3 separate regions of the Zea mays genome follow, and all the other regions are linked to region 1. The links are chromatin contacts, called in public Hi-C maps. All regions are on one chromosome and are shown on one strand. The core of a region is the stretch at or near the end of the contact, and the rest is flanking DNA. Distances in the headings are between cores, read along the strand shown.

Region 1 (5,100 bases), core at 1,182-3,681:
CTGCTGAGAATGTTCCATTTTTATGAAAAGAAATATTTTAGAGGCCATAAGCTGCAACTGAACCAATAAAAGGCACCATATGCATGGACCTTTAGCACTTGGCAATACACAACTGCACATAAGATCTATCGAATTGGATCACCATATAATAATAATCAGGTAACCTAAACCCGAACACAGTGAATGGTACCTTTGAAGAATGGAACAAGCTAGCTTCTTTTGAAATCAACAGACATGTCAGCATGAATAGACTACTATTTGAAATATTGCAGCTTGTGAATTATTAAATATGACTTGTAACATGAAAAAGAAAATTGGCATACCATTGGTATTATTGCTTATGCAAGGTCTCCAAACACCACCTCTGTAAGCATGCCGCCATACAGCTGCTAGCTACAAAAGTCAGAAATATCACTATGAATAAAACTAAACACAAATACAAAACATCCACAATTGAACTTAAGATAAACATGCAAATTGGGGCAGGAGCAGGACAAGTTAAATGACAAGTTCCAAGCAATAGAACGAAACAACAATTTTGTACCATGAAGAATATACTACATTGTAACATCTGGCACCTGAGATGATGCAAACGAATACAACAAATTCAAGTATCCAACAAACAGTAGAATACCATTACCCTAGCCCTAAACCATTCCACAACGGCAGACAAAATGTTGCAGATTTTATACACCATATGTGAAGAACTGAAGATAACAAAACACATATGCCTTCTTACCAAGAGAATTAGGTACAAAGGTATTGATATAACAACAGGGCAGATGCATATGTTATTATCTGCCATAGACCTTTAAACTATGGGGAAATCAGTCTATCGCTTTTTTTATACGAGGATGACCCCATTTCTATTATTTTCATAACAGAAATACAGAGTTCAGGCTGCAACAACCAAGAGATCATAGCAACCAGCCAACTGACAGAAACTAACACCAGGAAACTAAAAAAGCTGCTGGGGTGGCAGGATCAACCTAGAACAGTTCAACTTATTCATCGAGGATAATGTCAGGAAACTTGTTCTATAACTTAGTTATCCTAAGATACAGAGTATCTAGGAGTTGAGAAGGTAATTTGATTTACCAAAGTTCCATGCATTTGAATAATATAATCTGAGGAAACTTGTTCTGTTTTTGGACTATAATGAATTTGGCAATTCACCGAGAACATGTCAAGCATTGAGGGTGTTATAACAGCAAAAAATGTGGATTATAAAAAACACAAATGGGAGGTATTACACAAATTACCTGTACACAAACTTTTGTGTATTTTACTCCAGGTTTTTTAACTATACACAAAAAGGTGATATGTAAACACACCATTGTATTGTCGCAACGGTTGATCTAACAAAATTCCCATATCCAGTGATATGATTCTGACCAAGCCAACCATTGTGATTGAATAATATTCCATGATCCCCACAGTCTGAAACAGGTATCAACTGGTGAAATGACATCGGTTTGGTCTTGTCATTCACTGCACACATGCCCGAACTAGCTTATAAAATATAAAATCGGTACTCCACAGTCCACACATATTTATATGAGTTTATTGTCATTCTCCAACAACTAGAAGATAACTCAATCCAAAACTTCGACCGAATCAGCTGTCACTAAAATAAATTCACAAGCACACACTTCAGTGTCTCTGCTCGGTTAGTTAACATGCTTACTGTTAGGTGTGTCAGACAATAGTACGGAACACCAGAAATTTGACACCCGATCAAACAAAACCACTAAATATTTCCACCACAAGCATAAATCCCAGTCCAGTAGATGGGGGTGCTCATGCGCAGGAGTAACTAACCGCGTCGGTGGCATTATCGGCGTCCATGTCGGCGCGGAGACGGGCGTAGAGCTGCGGGCTGCGGTACATTGACCCGGGCGCCGGGCGCGGGATGATGCGGGGCACACTGTCGAGCGAGATAGAGCCCATGTAGAGCAGCATCGCCGCCACGTACAGCAGTGGCGCAAAGAGGAACACAGCCTGCCGCCGCAGCAGCGCCGCAAGCACCGCTCGCGCAACCCTCCGCACCGCGCCCCCGCCCCAGCCCGCGTCCGCGCTGGCCCTCGCAGACCATCCTCCCTTCGCCGAGGCCCTCCTCCCCCACGCGCGCCGCGGCGACGACGGAGGCGACGGCACGACCGCCCCGGTCCCCGAGATGCCCAGCCGGCTGTACGCGTGGTTCTGCATCGAAGCCTCCAGGGACCCGGGACCTCCGAGTATGGGCGACCACGCGTCGCCCGGGCTCTGGGCTGGAGTCCAGAGCTCGAGTTAGGGCTTCTCGCACGCGATCGCGCCTCCGCGGCGGCGTGGAGCGGGAAAAAAACGAAGGAAACCAACGGGCGGCGGCGGCGGCGGGACGGTGGCGCTGCGCTTTTGCGGGGAGACGGCGGGGGCACATGTGCGCGGCGCGTGACCGCGTTCGCGTGCGCCGTGCCGGGCGGGTTTCGGGGCTCGACTCGACCGCTCTCGGGTGGGTGGCACAGTGCTGGACTGCTGGTTAGTGGCCCGGTGCGGTTGGGTTGGTGCCTTGGTGGTTTCGGTGCGTCGGATTTCAGAAATTTTGTGCTTTTGAGGCGTGGGTTCGGTCGCACGCCGTAGCGGTAGCGCTGACCGAGTGACGGCGATTTGGCTTTTGGGTGTTCTTTTTCAGACTGACTCCAACGAAGTCACGTAAACCGTTCTCTTATATTTATAAAATTTTCCGCTCTATATGTTTATTAAAAATGTTTCTCTAATCTTGTTATGCTAAATATGCTGTCTTATTTGTATACAGAAACTATCTTTTTTTTCTTTTCTATCCATGTGTATGATTTCAACAAATTAAGCAAAACTCAAATTTATATAAGAGATTCGGGGATATAACAAATATGTATATAAAAAACATTAAAATGTATCTCTAATGTAATATTTAACATATAGAGGACATTGATAGATAGAGGACGTTGATCAGAGGTGAGAACTTTTAAAGAAAGTAGTTTAACAAATATGTATATACAAAAATCTCTACTATACTTAAAGCATCAGTTTCAACAGTCGTCCTGCGCCATCTTTTAAAAAAAAACTCTACATTTCTTCCAAATCAACTCAGCGTAAAATGTTTAAAAACGATGCAGGAGGTAGGGTTTAAACCCACACCCTGATGGAAGAAGGGTGTGAGACATTTGGCAAATGTGTCTAACCAGAAGAACATAAATTGTACATATGTATATATGATTTTATAATATTGAATATAAATTATACATATGTATATATGATTTTTTGTAAAATAAAAAAAATAATCGTGTGTCGGATCGGGCCAGCACTACGGGCCGACGCTACAGCTCAAGCACCGTATGACGCTCGTGCCGAGTTGGCCCAGGCACTACTAAATGGATCGTGTCTCGGGCCGGCTCGTCAGACACGGTCTATTTGGCCATCTATACCTCTGTACGATAATGATGGTCATCGCCTCAGTTGACACCACCTCGTTCGTCATTCTACTTCTTTCCTCTCTCCCCTCATGCCTCCATCTCCGTGCCACCCCATTCTCGGCAGAGGGCGTAGGAGCATGTGCCTCCTCCCCATATTCGACCGACACCAGCCCCGACACCAACTCCCGCAGTGGCTATTGCACGTCCATGAGGACGTTTCACCTCATGCGTGCACCATCGTTTTTGCGGTCGTCGGACGTCCCGTTCATCTTCCCGGTCTTCGCCATGTTCTTCCTCCCCAACTTGTTGCCCCCGCCCACGGTCGCAGCCACAAGCCGACCGGCGCTCGTCGACGCGTGTCGGCGTTTCGACCCCGGGGGTCCCTGGACCGACGAGTAAATTGTCGCCGCGTGCCCCAGCCCAGATGGGTCGGCGCAAGACGGAGCACGAAGGGGGGGGAGGAGACAGGCAAAAGGGGAAACTCGCGGCCTTCGTGTTGTCCTGCGCCCAGGTCGGGTGCGCTTGCAGTAGGGGGTTACAAGCGTCCGCGTGGGAGGGAGCGAGAGGCTTATACGCACCGTCCCGTTCTCCCGCGCGACCAACCCTCTCGTATGAGGGCCCTGGACCTTCCTTTTATAGGCGTAAGGAGAGGGCCCAGATGTACAATAGGAGATGTAGCAGTGTGCTAACGTGTCTAGCAGAGAGGAGCTAGTGCCCTAAGTACATGTCGTCGTGGCAGCCGGAGAGGTTTTGGCACCCTATTCATGTGATGTCGTGGCCGTCGGAGGAGCGCTGGAGCCTTGCGGAAGGACAGCTGTCGGGGTTGTCGAGTCCTTGCTGACGTCTCCTTGCTTTCGTAAGGGGCTGAGAGCCTGCCGTCGTCATGGAGCACACGGGGCGCCATCATTACTTGTTTACCGGGGCGAGCCAGATGGGACGCCGGTCTTGTTCCCCGTAGCCTGAGCTAGCTAGGGGTAGGGTAATGATGGCCCCTCCTGTGACGTGGTCGGTCCGAGCCCTGGGTCGGGCGAGGCGGAGGCTCCTCCGAGGTCGAGGTCGAGTCCGAGCCCCGGGTCGGACGAGGCGGAGACCGTCGTCCGAGGCCGAGGCTGAGTCCGAGCCCTAGGGTCGGGCGAGGCGGAGTTCGTCGTCTTCCGGAGCCGAGGCTGAGTCCGAGCCCTGGGGTCGGGCGAGGCAGAGTTTCCTATGGCGCCCGAGGCCGGACTTAGCTGCTGTCAGCCTCACTCTGTCGAGTGGCACAGCAGTCGGAGCGACGCAGGCGGCGCTGTCTTCTTGTCAGGTCGGTCAGTGGAGCGGCGAAGTGACTGCGGTCACTTCGGCTCTGTCGACTGAAGAGCGCGCGTCAGGATAAGGTGTGAGGCCATCCTTGCATTAAATGCTCCTTCGATACGGTCGGTCGGCGTGACGATCTGGCCAAGGTTACTTCTCGGCGAAGACTGGGCCTCGGGCGAGCCGAAGGTGTGTCTGTTGCTTGAGGGGGCCCTCGGGCGAGACGTGAATCCTCCGGGGTTGGCTGCCCTTGCCCGAGGCTGGGCTCGGGCGAGGCGAGATCGTGTCCCTTGAGTGGACTGAGCCTTGACTTAATCGCACCCATCAGGCCTTTGCAGCTTTGTGCTGATGGGGGTTACCAGCTGAGATTAGGAGTCTT
Region 2 (5,100 bases), core at 1,439-3,938, 180 kb after region 1:
ATCGCAGGAGCATTTAATGCAAAGGTGACCTGACACCTTTATCCTGACACGCGCCCCCCGGCAGAGCCGAAGTGACCGCCGTCACTTCGCCGCTCCACTGACCGGCCTGACAGAAGGACAGCGCCGCCTGCGCCACACCGACTGCGGTGCCACTTGACAGAGTGAGGCTGACAGGCAGTCAGGCCCTGCCGAAGGTACCATAGGAAACTCCGCTCCGCCCGACCCAGGGCTCGGACTCGGGCTAAGTCCCGGAAGACGGCGAACTCCGCTCCGCCCGACCCAGGGCTCGGACTCGGGCTAAGTCCCGGAAGACGGCGAACTCCGCTCCGCCCGACCCAGGGCTCGGACTCGGGCTAAGTCCCGGAAGACGGCGAACTCCGCTCCGCCCGACCCAGGGCTCGGACTCGGGCTAAGTCCCAGAAGACGGCGAACTCCGCTCCGCCCGACCCAGGGCTCGGACTCGGGCTAAGTCCCAGAAGACGACGAACTCCGCTTCGCCCGACCCCAGGGCTCGGACTCCGCCCTGGCCTCAGCCGACGACCCCCGCCTCGCCCGACCCAGGGGCTCGGACTCGGCCTCGGCCACGGAAGACAGACTCAACCTCGGCTTCGGAGGAGCCTCCACATCGCCCAACCTAGGGCGCAGGCCAGCCACGTCAACAGGAGGCGCCATTATCACCCTACCCCGAGCTGACTCGGGCCGCAGGAAACAAGACCGGCGTCCCATCTGGCTAGCTCCGCCAGATAGGCAATGATGGCGCCCCGCGTACTCTGTGACGACGGCGGCTCTCAGCCCCCTTACGGAAGCAAGAGGACGTCAGCAAGGACCCAACCGCTCCGACAGCTGTCCCTCCGCCAGGCTCCATCGCTCCTTCGACGGCCACGACATCACCCCAGCTGGGTGCCAAAATCTCTCCGGCTGCCACAACGGCATGTACTTATGGCGCTAGCTCTCCTCCGCTAGACACGTAGCACTTTGCTACACCCCCCATTGTACACCTGGATCCTCTCCTTACGCCTATAAAAGGAAGGACCAGGGCCCTCTTAGAGAGGGTTGGCGGCGCGGGGACGAGGACGAGACAGGCGCTCGCTTGGAGCCGCTCGCTTCCCTCTCCCGTGTGGACGCTTGTAACCCCCTACTGCAAGCGCACCCGACCTGGGCGCGGGACGAACACGAAGGCCGCGGGATTCCCACCTCTCTCACGCCGGTCTCCGGCCGCCTCGCTCTCCCCCCTTCGCGCTCGCCCCCGCGCTCGACCCATCTGGGCTGGGGCACGCGGCGACATTCACTCGTCGGTCCAGGGACCCCCCGGTCTCGAAACGCCGACAATGATGTAACGCAAAAAGTGATGTAGGAGTAGAAATTTAAAGGGAACTGCTAAGCTTCCTATTGGAATGTCAGATTGCTTTTTTTTAGTTTCTTTTGTTATGTGCGTCCCACATGTTGCGAAACAGCATGGATCCGCTCATTTTGTAACAATAAAGCCTGATTTGTGGGCGCAAGGGTTTGGCAAGAAAAAGTTACGACAGGCTTGGTTCCATGGTTGGCTGAATCTTCTGTGCTTGTATTATTAAGAGAGGCGTGCCAAATGCCATGGTTGTCTGCTGCCAACTATTTGCTATAGTTCTTTTATGCCGTTTGAATGAGCTAAACCAATCCTGCATTCAAAGGCTTCTGTAGAACACAGTAATCTAGCTTTCGTATAGTCAAAGAAATTCGGATGTTGTCTTAAAAAATCCATTTATTTTCATAGAAAAAACGGGGGTAAACCAATGATAGGTGACGTAAGATACAGACGCCACTCCAGCAAATCTTATGTGTATTGTGTAGAGATGACCAGAGACTAGTGACCGAGTAGCCTTTAGTTGAACGGATTCTCCGTAGCGACCTAAAAAACAAACAAATTACCCGCGTAAGAATGATCAAACGTCTCTAGATTTTTTATTATAGCCCACAAATCAAACAGTCCGAACTACAAGTAACGCTGTACAGATTGCGCGTGCGTACTACATACCGACGGCGACGGTCCTGCACCGTGACAACAAATCCAATCGCTGTTCCGGGAAAAAAAAGCGTACAATTTAATTTTTTATTAATAAAACCATCTAAATTTAACTAGACTATAGGGAAAAAATATCATTTTGACAAGAACAGGTATACTGATAAAAATATATTTAATTAAAAAACCTAACAGTACTACATATTAATGTTTTTTCTATATAAATACACACTTCAACTCGGTAGAATTGTACCTACTTATTATTTTTTATTTTTGCTGGAAAGTTGTGTATGAACCGACGACGTCGGAGTATACACCGCGCAAGAGGCGCCGTATGTTTTCGCCGCGGGTCTATATGTACAACGAAGCATCCGGTGGTTGGGGCCGTGGCTTCCACGAAGAAGACAACACGACGCACGGCGAGTTGCTCGCGCAGAAGAGGCCAAGTTGGCAGAACAAACGGAGGGCGCGCCGCGCAAGCGCAACGCATCTTTGCATGGACGAGAAAGGGTCGATGAGGTGGACTGGGATTAAAGGCGTGCGTTCGCTCTGCTTTCGCGATGGCGGGTCTTGCGAGACCGTTTCAGAGCTTTGACTTGGACAGCGCCAGGCCGCCAGCCAACTAGCCAAGGCAGCGGGAGTGAGGCGAGGCGGCGATAAATACGCGCGCCCGCGCGCGCTCCCGGTCAGCCATCTTCGTTAGTTACATAGAGCCGCGCCGCCGCAAGAGAGGAGAGAGCGCCTCCAACGCCACCTGGAGGAGAGGACAGCGCGCCAGGGAGGGGGAGGAGGAAGAAGAACATGGGGAAGGGCGTCCTGGAGGTGCACCTCGTCGACGCCAAGGGGCTCTCCGGCAACGATTTCTTAGGTGCGTCAGTGCGTGGGTCGGTCTCCCACTCTCTCCCCCTTGCGCGCGCGTGAACTGCGTTCGCGTTGGGGCGTGTGTTCTTGGTTGTTCGTCCGGTGTCCTGTCCTGACGTTGAGCTGCGCATCGTGTTGTCGCCGCTGCTACTGCAGGGAAGCTGGACCCCTACGTGATCATGCAGTACCGGAGCCAGGAGCGCAAGAGCAGCGTCGCCCGAGGTCAGCGCTAGCGCTTCTTGTGTTCCTTCTTATCAGGCGGCAGGGTTCGGGGTCGGGGCGTGCGTGCGTGCCGGTTCTTCCTAACGCACCCCGATATCGTGATCTATCCTCTAATAACTGAACAACCCCTGACCTCTGTGCGTGTGTATATATCGTATCCCGGTTTCCCACAGACCAAGGAAGGAACCCGTGCTGGAACGAGGTGTTCAAGTTCCAGATCAACTCGGCCGCGGCCAACGTGCAGCACAAGCTCATCCTCCGGATCATGGACCACGACAACTTCTCCAGCGACGACTTCCTCGGCGAGGCGACGTGAGTGCCTACCTGCCCGAATGAGATCTGCGTCTCTGCCACTGCCATCAGGACCAGCTGTCCTGCAACCGCAACCGCAACCGCACCGCCGGTCGAATAAACTGAACTGATCGAGGTGTCTGCCGTCTGCGCGACCGCGCCCCTGCAGGATCGACGTGACGGACATCGTCAGCCTGGGCGCCGAGCGCGGCACGTACCACCTCAACGCGGCCAAGCACAACGTGGTCCTCGCCGACAAGACGTACCACGGCGAGATCAAGGTCGCCATCACCTTCACCTCCACCCAGACCCAGGTACGTACGTACGGTATTTGCTTCGAAGCGTCGTGGTCGTGGCCATGGATGCCAGCGTGTTTGGAGGCCTGGAGCCAATCGAATGCTACGTGCCGCCGCTGAGTTTCTCCTCCTGACACGCCAGTTTAATCGGATGCCTGTTGCCGCCCGCGATTTCAGGTTCAGGAAGATGGAGGAGCAATTGGAGGATGGAGGCACAGTAGCTTTAATCAGTGAAAGTGATAGGCGTCGTGGACTCTCTCAAGTTCTTTGGTTGCTTGGTGGTGTTTCGGGTTGGATGTAGTTTTTGTTTATGTCCACGAGCAATCTGTGCCTAACATTTCTAGGGTTCAATTCAATGATTCAATCCAACCATATCTCGTTGGAAATCATGTCTGTACTGAAGACCGGTCAAACCCGTTGATCGACTCCCTAAGCTTCTTGATTCTGTGTCAGAAATGGTTCTAGTTAATTTCAGTGGGGAACAGGGTGGAGAATAGGTATATAGTTAATTCCCAAGGGACTCTAAATCTAAGATATTACCATTTGGTTGATAAGAAGTAACAATGAACAACGAATCTAGGGAGACAGATTCCATGTACCCGAGAGGATGGTCGGGGATGAATACTCACTCAATCCAACAGTCCAACAAGAAGCCAGTTAATAAGTTGGCACGTTAACTGAACAATTCCAAGAGATTCTTTAGAGCAACATCAATAGGAGCCCACAGATAAAACCCTACTTTTGAATGGATTTCAAAAGGAGCATGCAAGCAACCCAATTAAAAAGTAAACTTGCATGCAATGGGATCTACGGCATACATGAGGGGATATTTTATACGAAAGTGGCCTGATTTTTTGCTTTATTTTTAAACAACAAATAACATTCGTCTAATCTAAATCCAACAAATAGAATTTATCCACAACCTTAGAACCGAACACCTCTGCTAGTTTATTTTCACTTCAGGCACAATGTGATTTTTTACAGTCCAATGATAATAGCACCCTGAACGGCTGCACCCTAGAAACATCTGGGTATCCCTTATAAAGTGCTGAATAATAGGACATTCCCTGCAGTGTTCAAACTAGTACTACCTCCGCTTTCGAATATTTGTCGTATCCCGCTAGTTTATTTTAAACTAAACCACGACAGATAAAAAAGAACCTCGAATAACCTCGAATATTTGTCGTATCCCGCTAGTTTATTTTAAACTAAACCACGACACATAAAAAAGAACCGAAGGAGTATATTACAATTAAATAATTGAGGGCATATAAGGAAATGATATTGGAATTATTATTATTCTGTACATCGATCATCCACCTCAGTGTTCAAATATAGCAGAATGTGCCGACAACGTCAGAGGTACCAAATTCAGGTACAAAAATGTTGCATGCGTGTTCAGCTATACAAAATTCCCAGTTATCAGCACTT
Region 3 (5,100 bases), core at 1,624-4,123, 160 kb before region 1:
AGGTAGATCCCCCACAACCTTCTGCAACTGGTTAAAAAACCATGTCCAGTTTTCTGTATTTTCTGCCTCAAAAAATCCATAGGCTACTGGATACATCCAATTGTGCCCATCGACACCTATTGCACAACAAAGGTGACCATTCCACCTACCATTCAGAGCTGTCGAGTCAACACTAAGGTATGGTCGGCACCCACCCTTGAAACCAGAAATGCATGGACCGAGCGCACAAAAAAACGAGTGAAGAAAGGACGCCCCTCATCCATTTTAACATCAAGCTCGATGACACTATCCGGTGATTTTTCCATTACTGCTGCTCTCCAACGCCATAGAAGCTGAAAGCTCTCCTCCCAACTTCCAAACAATTCCTTCAAAGCTTTCTCTTTCCCATGCCAAACTGTGTCATATGCAATTGTACAACCAAAAGTGTCCTGCAATGTGGTTTGTAGCTCCTTAGCTCCCATATGAGGCTTCTTCATCAATAACGGAAGCACACGTGCCGCAACCCAAGCTCCTGTCGGTGTAGTGGTCTTACGTCTACCACTAGACGTACAAGTATGTTTGTCATTCAATACAATTACCTGAAAATTAGTTACAGTGTCATGAGCATGTAACCACGAGTACAAAGGTAGATATAAAGCACATATACAGTACAATTAGCTATATTCTCAGCTTACTTGAATTGTTGGCGCCCCTTTCCTCTCCAGTCTAGCATGAATGCTCCAAGGGCAATCTGGCCCTTTACAATACCCTCTGAATCTAGTCTTATTGGTTGCCTCTATTCCAAGCTCAAATTCTTTATTTATGGCGTATTGTCTTATTGCAAGTCTGAAGTGGTGCATTGTTGCATATAGGCTGCCAGGCTCCATAACTGGATTGTTCATATCATATATTGTCCTATTTTCATCAAGCACTGAATCAGTACACGGAATTCCTGCTCCCAATTCATCTTCACATGTGTTGGTATTTCCAAAACGGCAACCACTTGAATGATCTTCCCTTCTATCATCTTGATTGTCTAAACCAAGCTGAAAATATAGACCGTGTTCACTAGTCACATCATTTCTTCCTTCTTCATTGTTGGTTTCTTCTACAAGTATTGAATCCCAATCGACATCATGCATTGCATGGCCACTCCCCTATTCACCAAACATAGTTTTAATATACAATATATCTACTAAATTGTCTATAATTCATTAAAACCACTAATCTCTGTATGCTCTGTGGGAATACAAGTCAATGCCCACTCATTTTCTTCGTTCATGCAGGTAGTCGTTTCGTCGTTCATAGGATCATTCATATTACTCAGCACACAAAATAAATGCTAAATGGGTGCTCGGCTCCATGTCACTCAACAAACACTATAATGGCAGCTGGGCGCCTAGTTCACTGCACACAAAATACGCCTAGCTCGGCTCTAGTTCACTACACACAAAACATACGCTAAACAGGCCGCCTATTTTACTGCATATCATCAGTTACCTCAACTGGGCGCGCAGGGTCCGGTGACTCGCTTGCTGGACGAACGCCGCTCGGGGCAGATCCATGGCGCTCGGGCCGCATTTGAAGCTCGCGACGAACGGATTCCAGGGAGGAACACAGGAGCAGGATCCGGCTAGTGGAAGGGTGACAGGGGAGACAATGGAAGACCGAGGGGACGCTGGCAGTGAGCTGCGGGTCTCAGAAATGAGGGAGGAAGACGAAGGCAACTCAACGAAACTGGAAGACGACGGCGCCCAGGTAAGAAAACGGCAGAGGGACGGCGCCCAGGTAAGAAACGGCGCGAGGGCAAAACGGGAAAGTGACATGAGCTAATGACCATTACCAGGGTCCGATGCTAAATGTTCAAATCGTCTAGGATTATAATGCCACGAATGCAATTGTCGCGATGGGCGTGCCATGTTTCTGAAGCCCGCCCTTGGCGGTGCCATGATTGCAAAATTCTCGACTAGGACGGAGACGCCCACGAGACCCACGTGGACTAATTCAAAACACTTTAGGAAAATTATTAAGGGCTTGTTTTCATTTTTCCAAAGGAAATTAGTTTATTTTTCATTGGAAAAATTAAAATCCCTTGGAAAATGGTGTTTGCAAAGTAGCCCTAAGAGTTGTTGGAGTTACACTTTTTTGGATTTCATACTTTTAAGAAGATCCCAATTGTCATGTTTTGGGACCTTACCTTTTGGTTAATGTTGAAATTTCTCTAATAGGGTTGTTTGGTTCCACCCAATTAAAATTTAGTCTTTATCACATTATGTTTATTTAATAATTACAGATATTAAATATAATCTAACTATAAAACTAATTACAAAGACGAGAACTAAAAGAGGAAACAAATTTATTAAATCTAATTAAGCCTATATTTAATACTTATAATTTATAGTTAAATATTTAATGTGACACAGACTAAACATTAGTTAGGGAAAATAAACACCTCTCTATTTCATTTTCTATATATTTTATATTTCAAAATTTATTATGAATAATGTTGTCTACAATTTAAAGCGGTGTTTTACGCGGTATTAGAGCATCTCTAAGAGACTCTTCATTTTTAGCTCTATATTTGACTATCTATTTAACTTTTCATAAAGATTACACTCTATATGTAGCATCTCACTCCAACAGACTATATATCTAGTTTGGCTAGTCAGGTGACTAACCAAATTTGGCTAGTGAGAGAGTTAATTTGAAGAGTCGGATAGTTTGGCGAGTCAGATAGCTAATCTGTTTGAGAGTTATTTTGCTATTGAGTAGCTAAAATTTAGCTTGGAGAGTTATTTAGCTAGTCTCTTGGAGATGCTCTTATACATCATTTGCTGGAGAGTGGAGACAGACACAGACATTTAAATCGTGGACAGTTCGGGGACCGGGCCGCAAATAACCATCCTCCCTAGCTTTCCCGTTCCAGCCGTCGCGTTGAGTTGCTGCCGCCTCCCCCGGTCCCCCCACCTCCCGCCCCGGCGCCCCTCTCTCTCTCTCTCTTCTGCCGCACAGAGCCCAAATCGCGGCGGATCCCTCGCTCTCCAGGGAGCCGCTGCGGCGCCGGGTTTTGTACACCGACTTGTTTGCCTACCTCCAGCTCCTCCTCGGCGACCCATGGCTCTCCTCGCCCCCGCCATCTCCGGCGAGGTACTTGCCCTTCCCGCTCCGCTTTCCCACGGAAACCTGGAATCCTGGATCACCGTGCCTCTCGAGCGATCTCGCGCCCTCTCAATCTCCGGAGGGATTGGGATGTCGTTGTCGTGCAGCTGTGCTAATTTATTAACCGTGTATGGTTTCTGTCAGCTGGGTTTGGGTAGGGGGACGAATGTGCAGATTGGGGTAGTGGGGACGAATGTGCAGATTGGGATTGAGCGCGGTTGAATGTTTTGAACCGAAGGGCTGCGGCAGATCGTGGAGCAAAACAGGGAGTTTCTGTTCGGTGGTTATGAAGCTGCCGTGCGGCTTGAGCCAAGTATGGCTGCCTTTCCTAGGGAATGTGGGAATCCTAGCCATTGTGCCCCGAAATTTACCTTCTTGCCCCGTTACTGAAGGCTTGTTTGGGAGCAAGAATACCGGAGGCCCTTTGGCGAGGCAAGACACTAGGCGGCGAGGTAGGCGAGCAAGGCGCCTGGACGACGCCTTTAAAACACTGCCGGAGGGAATCGAAGGGGCTAAAAATCCCCTTGCTATTTAATTTTGAATGGCAAGGGGATTTTAGCCCCTCCAATCCCCTCCGGTATTTTCGCTTCCAAACAAGCCCTGAAGGGCTGAATTGATTGTTGTGAGAACTGGGACAGTCCTGTAACCGCCATTGAACTTGCAGTGTATTTTGTCATTATGTTTAGAAATCAGTAATATATTAGTGAAAATGGCTGGCCCATTATGGGAAAATGTGACTTTCAAATATTAATTCATTTGTTAATCATCATGCGAGCTTATTCGTGATTTCTGATATGAACACACCTGGTTACATATTAATATTCGCCAAAGCTGACTGAATGGATAATGACTTTTGTGTTTTAATGTATTCGGTTAAATTTTAGTTTTGATGCCTTTCAAGAGTGCACATGAATTGGATTTAAAATACCCTGTGTGTAGCAAATTTGTAACACCCAGTCACATGCCAATAGTGTGTTGCTCCACTAGCACCATGGTATTTGGTTATTTATGAAACCTTATTCATTTTGATGGTTCTTTTATTTTCTTTGGCCTAAAATTTAATGGTTGATCCATGGAATTTAAGTGCTCTTAGTGCCTTTGAATAACACTTGAATATTCAAAATTCCTGAACTGTGGATTGTGTTGATACCTAACCTTTTTAATGATTTCAGGATAGATTTTTCATAGAGTTCACAATTTCTAAAAAATTTCATTGCAACATAAGATATTTATGATTTGTGTTAAAACTGTATTCGCAGGTTGGTCTGCGGCTCTTATTGGCACCGCTAAGCTCTAACATAGTCATGCGTACAGCCAGGTACTTAGTTATAGAAAAAATTCTGAAATGTTAACATGTTTATCTCTGTGTTGTGCTCCTTGGAAGTTGGTACTAGGGTGGATAATGAGCCAGCTGCACTTTTTTAGCATTCTTCGAAACTGGTATAACAAGGAGTAACGAGGATCTCTATAAAACAATTTGGTTTCATGCCCGGAAGATCAACCATGTAAGTCATTTTCTTAATAAGAGAAGTGATGGAGCAATATTGGGAGCAGAAGAAGGACATGCACATGGTTTTCATTGACTTGGAGAAGGCTTATAACGAATTATCAAGAAATGTTAAGTGGTGGGCTTTGGGAAAACATAAGGTTCCAACGAAGTACGTTGGACTCATTAAGTATATATACAACAATCTTGTGTCTAAGCTCTAATAAGTGATGAAGACACATATGACTTCTTGATTAGAATAGGACTCTATCAAGGATCAACTATGAGCCCTTACCTTTTTTGTCTTGGTGATGGATGTTAGACTATGTGTGTGTGAGTGTGTGTGGGCCGGCACCACTGTTGGGCTGCCGACCCATTAGGGTTAGGGTTGAGTCTATATATTGTAACCCCTTCTCTATGCAATACAACCACAATTCACTCTTCTGACTAGGGTTAGGGTTTCTTATTCCTCCCAC

What was found. Hi-C and Micro-C count contacts between places; a contact is called where the count stands out from the background.
Region 2: a Hi-C map of tassel shows a contact between it and region 1, with 3 times the contacts expected there. The contact joins the promoter of LOC100282142 here to the promoter of LOC103651025 in region 1. A contact is called at or near these places in 3 of 25 Hi-C or Micro-C datasets (ear, leaf and tassel).
Region 3: a Hi-C map of leaf shows a contact between it and region 1, with 5 times the contacts expected there. The contact joins the promoter of LOC100217041 here to the promoter of LOC103651025 in region 1. A contact is called at or near these places in 3 of 25 Hi-C or Micro-C datasets (leaf, leaf mesophyll and tassel).

The regions. Positions count from the first base shown.
Region 1 is chr3:186,053,171-186,058,270 of Zm-B73-REFERENCE-NAM-5.0, reverse strand. LOC103651025 (O-fucosyltransferase family protein) reads right to left here and starts at 2,431. Exons shown (of 10, transcript NM_001330525.1): 1 at 1,822-2,431; 2 at 324-393. The coding sequence starts at 2,208.
Region 2 is chr3:185,868,529-185,873,628 of Zm-B73-REFERENCE-NAM-5.0, reverse strand. LOC100282142 (elicitor-responsive protein 1) reads left to right here and starts at 2,688. Exons shown (of 5, transcript NM_001155054.2): 1 at 2,688-2,867; 2 at 3,017-3,082; 3 at 3,256-3,394; 4 at 3,543-3,687; 5 at 3,847-4,125. The coding sequence starts at 2,801. The coding sequence ends at 3,903. It overlaps LOC103651024 (ribonuclease II, chloroplastic/mitochondrial), which reads right to left. Exons shown (of 14, transcript XM_008676615.4): 14 at 4,930-5,100.
Region 3 is chr3:186,213,361-186,218,460 of Zm-B73-REFERENCE-NAM-5.0, reverse strand. It overlaps LOC100217041 (receptor expression-enhancing protein 6), which reads left to right and starts at 2,873. Exons shown (of 8, transcript NM_001359552.1): 1 at 2,873-3,126; 2 at 4,398-4,456. The coding sequence starts at 3,094.